Linked DNA regions of Gossypium hirsutum: region 2 is linked to region 1. Evidence: chromatin contacts called from public Hi-C data. All regions are on one chromosome and are shown on one strand. Each heading gives the region's core, a stretch centred on a gene start, on an enhancer-like site or on the middle of the called end of the contact. The rest is flanking DNA. Distances are from core to core; before and after follow the strand shown.

Region 1 (4,272 bases), core at 1,274-3,773:
GCAATGACAATTGGTACTCCAGCTGCTTTGGCATGAGCTATAGCCTCATTTGTTTGAGGACGAATCCCATCATCAGCAGCCACCACAATGATCACAATGTCAGTAACCCGTGCTCCACGAGCTCTCATTGCCCCAAAAGCCTACAGAAACATGTAATAGATATCACCTAGGGACAAGATATTGCAAGCAAGTTGCATTTAAGATTTACTGTACCATAGCATTATTGTGAAGGTTATTAGTTTCTGAAGCAAAAAAAAAAAAAAGTACTGAAAGGGAAAGAAAAGCTATTCCTAGTGGTTATGTTACCTCATGTCCAGGAGTATCAAGAAAAACACACGGTTGTGGCTTGCCATCTATTGGTACTAAAACTTCATATGCTCCAATTCCTTGTGTTATACCACCTGCTTCTGAGGCAGCCACCTATAGATATCCAGCAATTAGGCTTTAGTTTGATAATGAATGTGTTTTGCTAGTTAGTAATTGCATAAAGCTTTCAGTGTCAATTGACCAAATTATCAATAATTCTATGCAGAGAATCATTTTATCACTTGCACAACACCATGAAAGAGCAAAAATAAATAACTAAAAATTAAAAATTCAACCGGAGCAAGTAAAACCTATGACCTAAAAGTTCCTCTTAATTTCGAATGGAAAAAAACATAAGAAGCATCGGACTAATCAAGGTTCCACGCACCTTGCTCTTTCGAATAACATCCAGAAGAGTTGTCTGCAAAGCATAAATAACCAAAATACAAATCAGTAAGTTCTAGTGTTTAAGAAAAGTTTCTTACTTTAGTTCAAAATGAAATAAAAGACCAGGAGAATTCTATATGCTGAGCGTTACATCTAACCTTCCCATGGTCAACATGACCCATTATAGTGAGAACAGGAGGTCTGTCTTGTAGCTTGTCTAGGTCAACTTCATCGAAAATTTCCTTCTTTTTTGCCATTTGTTCTACCTTAACAGGGTCAGCATCTATGACTTCAACCTCATACTCCTTACACACCATTTTTACCATGTCTTTGTCCATAGTTTGCACTCCATCTGGTTTAATCCCCTTGGAGTACAAATATCCAAGAATTTCCCCCTCACCAATAGCCAAATTGTATGCTAACTCCTCTACTGACATGCCTTTTTCTCCAACTTCCAAAATTTCCACTTTAACAGGTGCTGCCTCTTTCGCAGCCTGGATTCTAGCTGCCTTCCTTCTAGCTTTACTCCATTTCCGCCCTTTCCTTGAGGTGGCAGCACCAGGTATTGACACGTTCAACTCTGATGTCTCCTCATCAGGAATTTCAAGATCATCATCACTAATAATGCGCCTCCTAGGACCTCCAGCAGAAACATTTTTCTTCCGATAATCATCCTTGAACTTTCCAGGGGCAGGGCCCTTCCCTGGCTTTGTAGGAGATAATACAGCTTGAGCTATGACAGGGTCAACCACAGGCTTCTTCGACGCAAATTTATCAATCAGAATAGGCTTTCTTTCTTTACTCTTCCCATCTGTATTAGACTCTAACTTTTGACCTGCCCCAACATCTTTCAAGATAACCGGCTTCTTCACCACATGTGGAGGTGCTACAGCTGGCTTAGCTTGTAACTTAGGTTGAGGTCTTACAGGTGGTTGGGGAGGTCTCAAAGGTGCAGCAGCACTTTCACCTTGAGAATCCACCTTCCCCTCTCCTTTTTTATCATTAACCTTAGGAGACTCCTTAACAACCTTTTGCACGGTCCCAACAGTATCCCCTTTCCTCCACACACTTTTCAAAGTCTTAGCCTTTTTGCCACCACCCGAACCACCACTATCACCACTGGCTTTGGGTTTATTCACATTCACATTAACATTTACATTAGATGTTTCCAATTTTTCAGCTTTCTCCAATACTTCACCTAAAGACTCAATCACTTTATTCCTCTCATTTTCTTCTTTATCCTCATCCTCACCCTCACTCAATTCAGCATTCCAAGACAAACCCTTATCGTTTTTCGCCCCTTCGGACTTTAAAACAGGCTTGGGGGCAGGTTTAAGAACAATTTCAGCATCACTATCTTTATAAGAAGAGGAATTGTTTGCCTCAGCAACAAAATCGGTGGGTGCCACAGAGTATTTACATTTACATTTCCTACTAAAACTTCTTTTAGACAATGAAACTCTTCTAACACAAGAATAGTAAGAGGATGAAATAGGTTCAGAGAAATAATTAATGAAAGTAGCATTAAGGGTTCCCAAATTAACAAGGGAAGCTAAAGAAGAAGAAGGCATTGTTCCTACAACTATTACCATAGCACAGCGAATCGGTTCATCTGAATTAGGAGAAACATAAAAAGAAACCCAGGAAAACTAAAAAAAGAAAAAGGGTAAAAGGCTTACCTCTATCTTTTATCGGGGAATTGGGCAAAATGATAAAATTGTGAGGTGGAGGTTATGGGGAAGAAGCAAAGCTAAAAACTGGGGTCTGCGAGTCTCGACATGTTTGTGGGTAATGTCATGTGTGGCTAATTCTCCGCCTGTCGATTTATTTTCCCTCGGGTCCTTTTTTGTGATAAGGCTAATAACCGGCATTATTTTTTTAAAATATATAATAAAAAAAAAAGATAATCTATAAAAATAGTCACTTTTGTTTGACCCAGTTTACATTTTTGTCATTTATGTTTGAAATGTTATATTTTAGTCACTTATGTTATTATTTTGTTATGAAGTGATCACTCTATCATTAAGTTCCGTTATCTCTCTAATGGTAATCCTACGTGGTAGTCCAACTAGATCTTAGGTGCCAACTTGAATTTCTAAATGGGATGAAAATAGATTTTTAATTAAAAAATTAATTAATTAAAATTTTTAAACCTATACCTTAACTAAAAACTGTTCATCTCCTATTTTTTATTTTTCTTCCGTCTTTTCTTTTTTTCAATGATTTTTTATTATTTGACTGGAAAAACTATTATTAAGATCACAATAGTTAAAATTAAATTGATCTCTTCATAACAATGGATTCAATGGAGGGTTCAGGTATGTCTTTTTTGCATTCTTCTATCTCTTTTATTCAATACTGCAAAAATAAAAGATTGAATTTTATATTGTTTAATGAAATTAAAAATCAGTTTCTTCTTGACTTCATGTCACTTTATTGATAGTGAAATCAATGTTTAAGCTTGAAAATGTATGGTATTTTTCTCTTGTCTAATGTTTTTCTCCAGTTGGATGGCAGGGCTACGATTGAGTTAAAAATTCTTAGATTTTTTGGTAATCCACTTGAATGTCTTCAAAAATTTTAATTTAGGGTTTTTATTAAACAAAAAAAAATCTATTCTTTTGTTTTTCAGTATTGAATAAAAGAGATAGAGGAATACAAAGAAGACATGCCTGAACCTTCCATTGAATCCATATTTATGAAGCAGTCAATTTGATTTCAACTATTTTGAACTTAATAATAATTTTTCCAGTCAAATAAAAAAATCATTGAAAAAGAAGAGACGAAAGAAAAATAAAAAAGATGAGATGAACAGTTTTTTTAGTTAAGGTTTAGGTTTAAAAATTTTAATTAATTAAATTTTTTAATTAAAAATCTATTTTCATCTAGAAATCCAAGTTGGCACCTAAAATCTAGTTGGACTGCCACGTAGGATTACCGTTAGAGAGATAACAGAACTTGACGGTAGAGTGATCACTTCGTAACAAAATAATAATATAAGTGACTAAAACGTAACATTTCAAACACTAAAATATAACCTGAGACAAAAAAAGTGACTATTTTTATAAATTACCCTAAAAAAATCTTACATTAGCACACCATAAAAATAAATTTGGGAATTTCTTGCTTTTGTTTTCTCGAGAAAACGGAATTTCGGTCCATCTCAATTGATTTTGAATCCTTTGCTGTCTCTAATCTTCTTTTCTAGAAACTGGGTCTGTAAAGGTCAAAAGGAATATTTACAAAATTATTATAAAAATATATTAAAGATAGATAAAATAATTTAATTGAGAAAATAGTTAATCAAAGTTTAAGAATTAAATTATAAATTGAATTTTAATTTAAAAAATACTTAAAAACTTAATTAACAATTATTCAAAGAACTTAAATAATTATTAAATCATTGTTCTATATATTAGGTTCATTTGTTTACAAGTAAAAGAGTAAAATAAGCCATTTTTTCTGTAAAAATAACTTATCATTTTAGGGAGTGTAAGTCATTTGTCGGAAAAGAACTCATCTATGGATAGTTTTATTTTTATATAAAAATTAACTTAAATCAAGCTTAATATTATTATA
Region 2 (4,153 bases), core at 281-2,780, 840 kb after region 1:
TTTCCCAAATTCATTATTAGCACAGGTCTTAAAAGCTAAATATTATCCACAGTCAGATTTCATCTATGCACAGCTAGGGAATTTACCTTTTCTGACCTGGAAAAGTATTTGGGCAGCAAAAGGGCTAGTGCAAGATGGTTTATGTTGACGAGTTAGGAAAGGAGACCAAATTTCTGTTTGGAATGATCATTGGATTCCAGGTGTAGATATTGATAGAAGTAATGACAACATCAACAATATAGGAATTGAGTTAGTTTTGGACTTAATTGAAGCAACAAGAAGAAAGTGGAAAGCTGATCTAATTGAAAATACCTTTCGAGAAAATACTGTATAGAAGATTTTGCAAATTCCCCTGGCGGAAGAAGAACATAACAACTTCCATGTCTGGCGAGGAGAACATTTTGGCAAATTTACAGTCAGAAGTGCCTATAAACTATTACAAGAGGCAACTACGGATCCTAGGTCTTATTTAATACAGACCGAAACAAAAAATTTCTATAGGAAATTATGGAATTTACACCTCCTATCAAAAGTTGCCATCACTATATAGCGTCTTTTATGGAATTTTATCCCTACCCTAAAGAATTTAAGACTAAGAAAAGTGGCTTCAGATAGCTTATGCCCCCGGTGTCGAAATGGAGAAGAAGATAGCAACCATGTGTTTAGACAGCGCCCTATAACAATAGAAACATGGCAAAATCTTAATCTCTCATGGGTCACAAATAATGCAATTCCAAATCAGTGGTATTGGCTTACCTGGGTTTTTACCATAGGTAACAGTCAATAGTGTCGCCTTTTTTGCTGTGCTGCATGGGTGATATGAATTGCCAAAAACCAACTTGTTCATGAGGGGAAAATAACAACATGACAAGAATTATCAAAAAAAGTTTACAGTTACATAGCAGAAATAGATGGATCGGAAGAAAAACCATCTACTTTAGGTGATAACAGAAGTCAAAGACGGATCACAAGAAATACGACAGTAACTATCTATTTTGACGCAACATTTGATAGCAAATATTCAAGATCAACTTCGGGTCTGGTGGTGTGGGGGGGGGGAGATGGACGAGTTTCTTGCCTTAAAATCAGTACTCCACTCCGCAATATCGTCCCCGTTCATGGCGGAGGCATATGCAGGATTACAAGCAGTAAAGTTAGGGATCTCACTGGGTTTTCAGTCAGTTATTATAATGGGAGACTCAAAAACAGTTATAAAAAAATGCAACTTAACAACGACAGATAAGTCAGTGCTAGGGGTGGACATCCGAGATATTCAAAGAAAGAAACAATTTTTCCAAGAAAGCAATTTCAGTTTATTCACAGATCAGAGAATAGTCAAGCTCATGAACTTGCAACAGAAGCTTTAAGAAAGGGAGAGGAAACATACCTGGAGGATGCAGCCTTCACTTGCCTTCAGCGTGGAAATGAAATCTCCTAGGAAATTGCTATCGTTTTGAACGGCTGGCATGGGAACTTGAAACATCAGATATTAGTGGACACCAACTGTTTTGATACCGACTGAATTGGACGTTTGGATTAGATGGTTTTTGTTTCTTTCATTTTTCTGATTTTTTTGTTTAGTGTGGGCATCTTATCTTTTGGGCCAATTTTTCTTTTATTTTTAGGGTCCACTTTCATTGATCCAAAAGCCTCTATTATATTGCTCATTTTAAGATAAATAAAGTTTAGTCGGATTTTTCAAAAAAAAATTTGTCAAACAATAATATATGACAAGTGTGGTGACATATAGAGTGATTATATATGTAATTTAGAACGCATAATAATTGTATTTTTTTAAAATTTTCATTGCATAAGTCAAAATGAAGTCCCTCATAAATGTTAATAAATATTATATTAAAAAAGGAAACAATAATAAAAAGTTTAGTTCCCAAAAATAATGTAAAAATAATGAAAGAGTAGTAAATAAAACTACAATAAAACTACACCCATCAACTTTCATTTCCTATTTATATCCCCAAAATAAAGCATTTGTATTTCACACATTATTAAAGCTTAAGTTCATACGTCAAATTAAACAATACAAAATTTGGTCCTTGCCCATCAGTAAATGGGATGAAAACAAAGAAAGTTTCAATTATGGAAGAATAACAGAATGCAACGTAAGGACAGAAGATATTAGGTGCCACCAAAATTTGGATCTTTGCCCATCTGTAAATGGCTCCCTACTGCCCATGTAAATCTCAGTGCCTAATATATAATTATCTCTTTAATCTAGATGGAAATTCTTATTTTCTTTCATTGGCTTCTATTTATACTTGTTGTATGTTTTTTATTCTTCTTTATAGTAACATTTGAATACTGCAAAATATTTTAGATGAATGATTATTAACACCAACGAAAACATAAGAAAGTAGTGTCATTTTTTCGGATATGATTCTATAATATGTTATAGGATTATTTTATGTACTGGAATGTTAAAGTTGGGATTTTTTTAGACCATACCGGATATAAATTTTGAGGTGGAGGGGTGGCTGGAGTGCAAAGCTTCTTGTTGGCATGTAATTGGGGGGGGGGGCTTACAGGGTAGAAGCCAGGGGGGCTGGCATGGGCCCTGCCCCCCTAAAATGTAAAGTTACTCTTTTGACCCTTAATTTTTTTAAAAATTTTAAATTAGTAAAGGTAAAATTACACTTTAGCCCCCTTAAAATTATAAAAATTTGATTTAATCCATTACAAATTATAAAGATATAAACTATAAAAAATCAAAATTTTATTCGGCCCCCCTAACAATTTGTTCTGGCTTCGCCGCTAGGGGCTTACCTATGATATGCATAATTGCATAATGCAATGCAACAAATTGTATGATAATTCATTCATAATGGAGTAATGGATTACAGCATTATGTGACTTTCTAAAAAAAATGGAAGTTTAAAGAATTGGCTACCTATTATGGTTGCTTTTAGGGTCCGCATGTTATTTTAAATGGTCTAATTTTAGATTTGCTGCATCATGATTTGCAAGTTATATTGTTAAGTCCCTATTTATAATCTAAATATACTATTTAACTCTTTTTTTTTATTATTCTTTTCGTTTCTTATTATTTATGATATAAGTGTCATGAAAGCTAATAGTTTTTGTGATGCTTCTATAGCTATAGTAACCTTTATTATAAAAACAAAAGTAACCAAAAATCCCTTTGTCAAATGTCACAAATAGACAAATAATTAGTTGTTTTTTCTCAAACTTTGTGACGTTCTATAAACAACATGAATGAAAACCTTTTGTGACCTTTTGTCCTAACGATTGTATGTGCCACAAATATGTTTTTTGCTTATGTTAGTAAACGTGACACTTGGAAATGTCACAATTTTGTTACATTTTTAGAAACTTTTCATGACGCTTTAAAGCATTACAAAAAGCTTTTCCATACTGTTAATTGCGTGACGCTTTTTACATTTCATAAAAAAACACAGAAAATAAAAAACGTCTGATTGTTTTCTTGACTATTTAAAATGTCACCAAAACCCAAATTTGGTGTGGTGTATCATTTTTATGTCTCTTGAAATGAAATACTCATTATGGAAGCAAAAATTCTAGTTTGTGGTTGATTATGTTTGTTTATGGGATTTGTTTTAATGTTTTTATTAATCATCTCGTCGTACCTTCAAAAAAAAAAATCTAGTCCAGGTTATCTTGGCATAATAATTTGCTAACTTTGTATTTTCTAACTTTTATTTTTAAGAAAAAAATGCAAATTTTATTATATTTTTTTACAATTTTTAATCATTTTAAAATTCTTAAACGATTTTCACAAAATTTTAAATAATTCTACAACTTTTTCATATTTTAAATAAATTTTTATAGTTTTTATATTAAATAATTTTTACACATTTTTATATTTTTAAAGGTTTTTTTTACATTTTGCAATAATACTATTAATTTCAACTAATTTGTTATTATTGAATTTTTTTTATAATTTATATGTTTTTTAGATCTTATATTTTTTAAACATGTGTATGCATTTAATACTAATATTTTGTTTACGAAAAGATGCCACACTATGTGATTGACCACCCGTTAATTATTCTTTTTAATGTTTGTAAAAAGAAATAGACAAAATATAATAGAAATATAATATAGTATGAAAATAACTCAAAAATATATATTTAGAAACCATGTATATTTAAAGGAC

The links. Hi-C and Micro-C count contacts between places; a contact is called where the count stands out from the background.
Region 2: a contact with region 1 is called in a Hi-C map of leaf, with 2.0 times the contacts expected there. The contact joins the promoter of LOC107916628 here to the promoter of LOC107917847 in region 1. A contact is called at or near these places in 2 of 34 Hi-C or Micro-C datasets (both in leaf).

The regions. Positions count from the first base shown.
Region 1 is chrA01:15,153,236-15,157,507 of Gossypium_hirsutum_v2.1, forward strand. It overlaps LOC107917847 (translation initiation factor IF-2, chloroplastic), which reads right to left and starts at 2,524. Exons shown (of 12, transcript XM_016847209.2): 1 at 852-2,524; 2 at 695-727; 3 at 307-420; 4 at 1-140. The coding sequence starts at 2,285.
Region 2 is chrA01:15,995,476-15,999,628 of Gossypium_hirsutum_v2.1, forward strand. It overlaps LOC107916628, which reads right to left and starts at 1,531. Exons shown (of 4, transcript XR_005926399.1): 1 at 1,388-1,531; 2 at 757-806; 3 at 313-674; 4 at 1-173.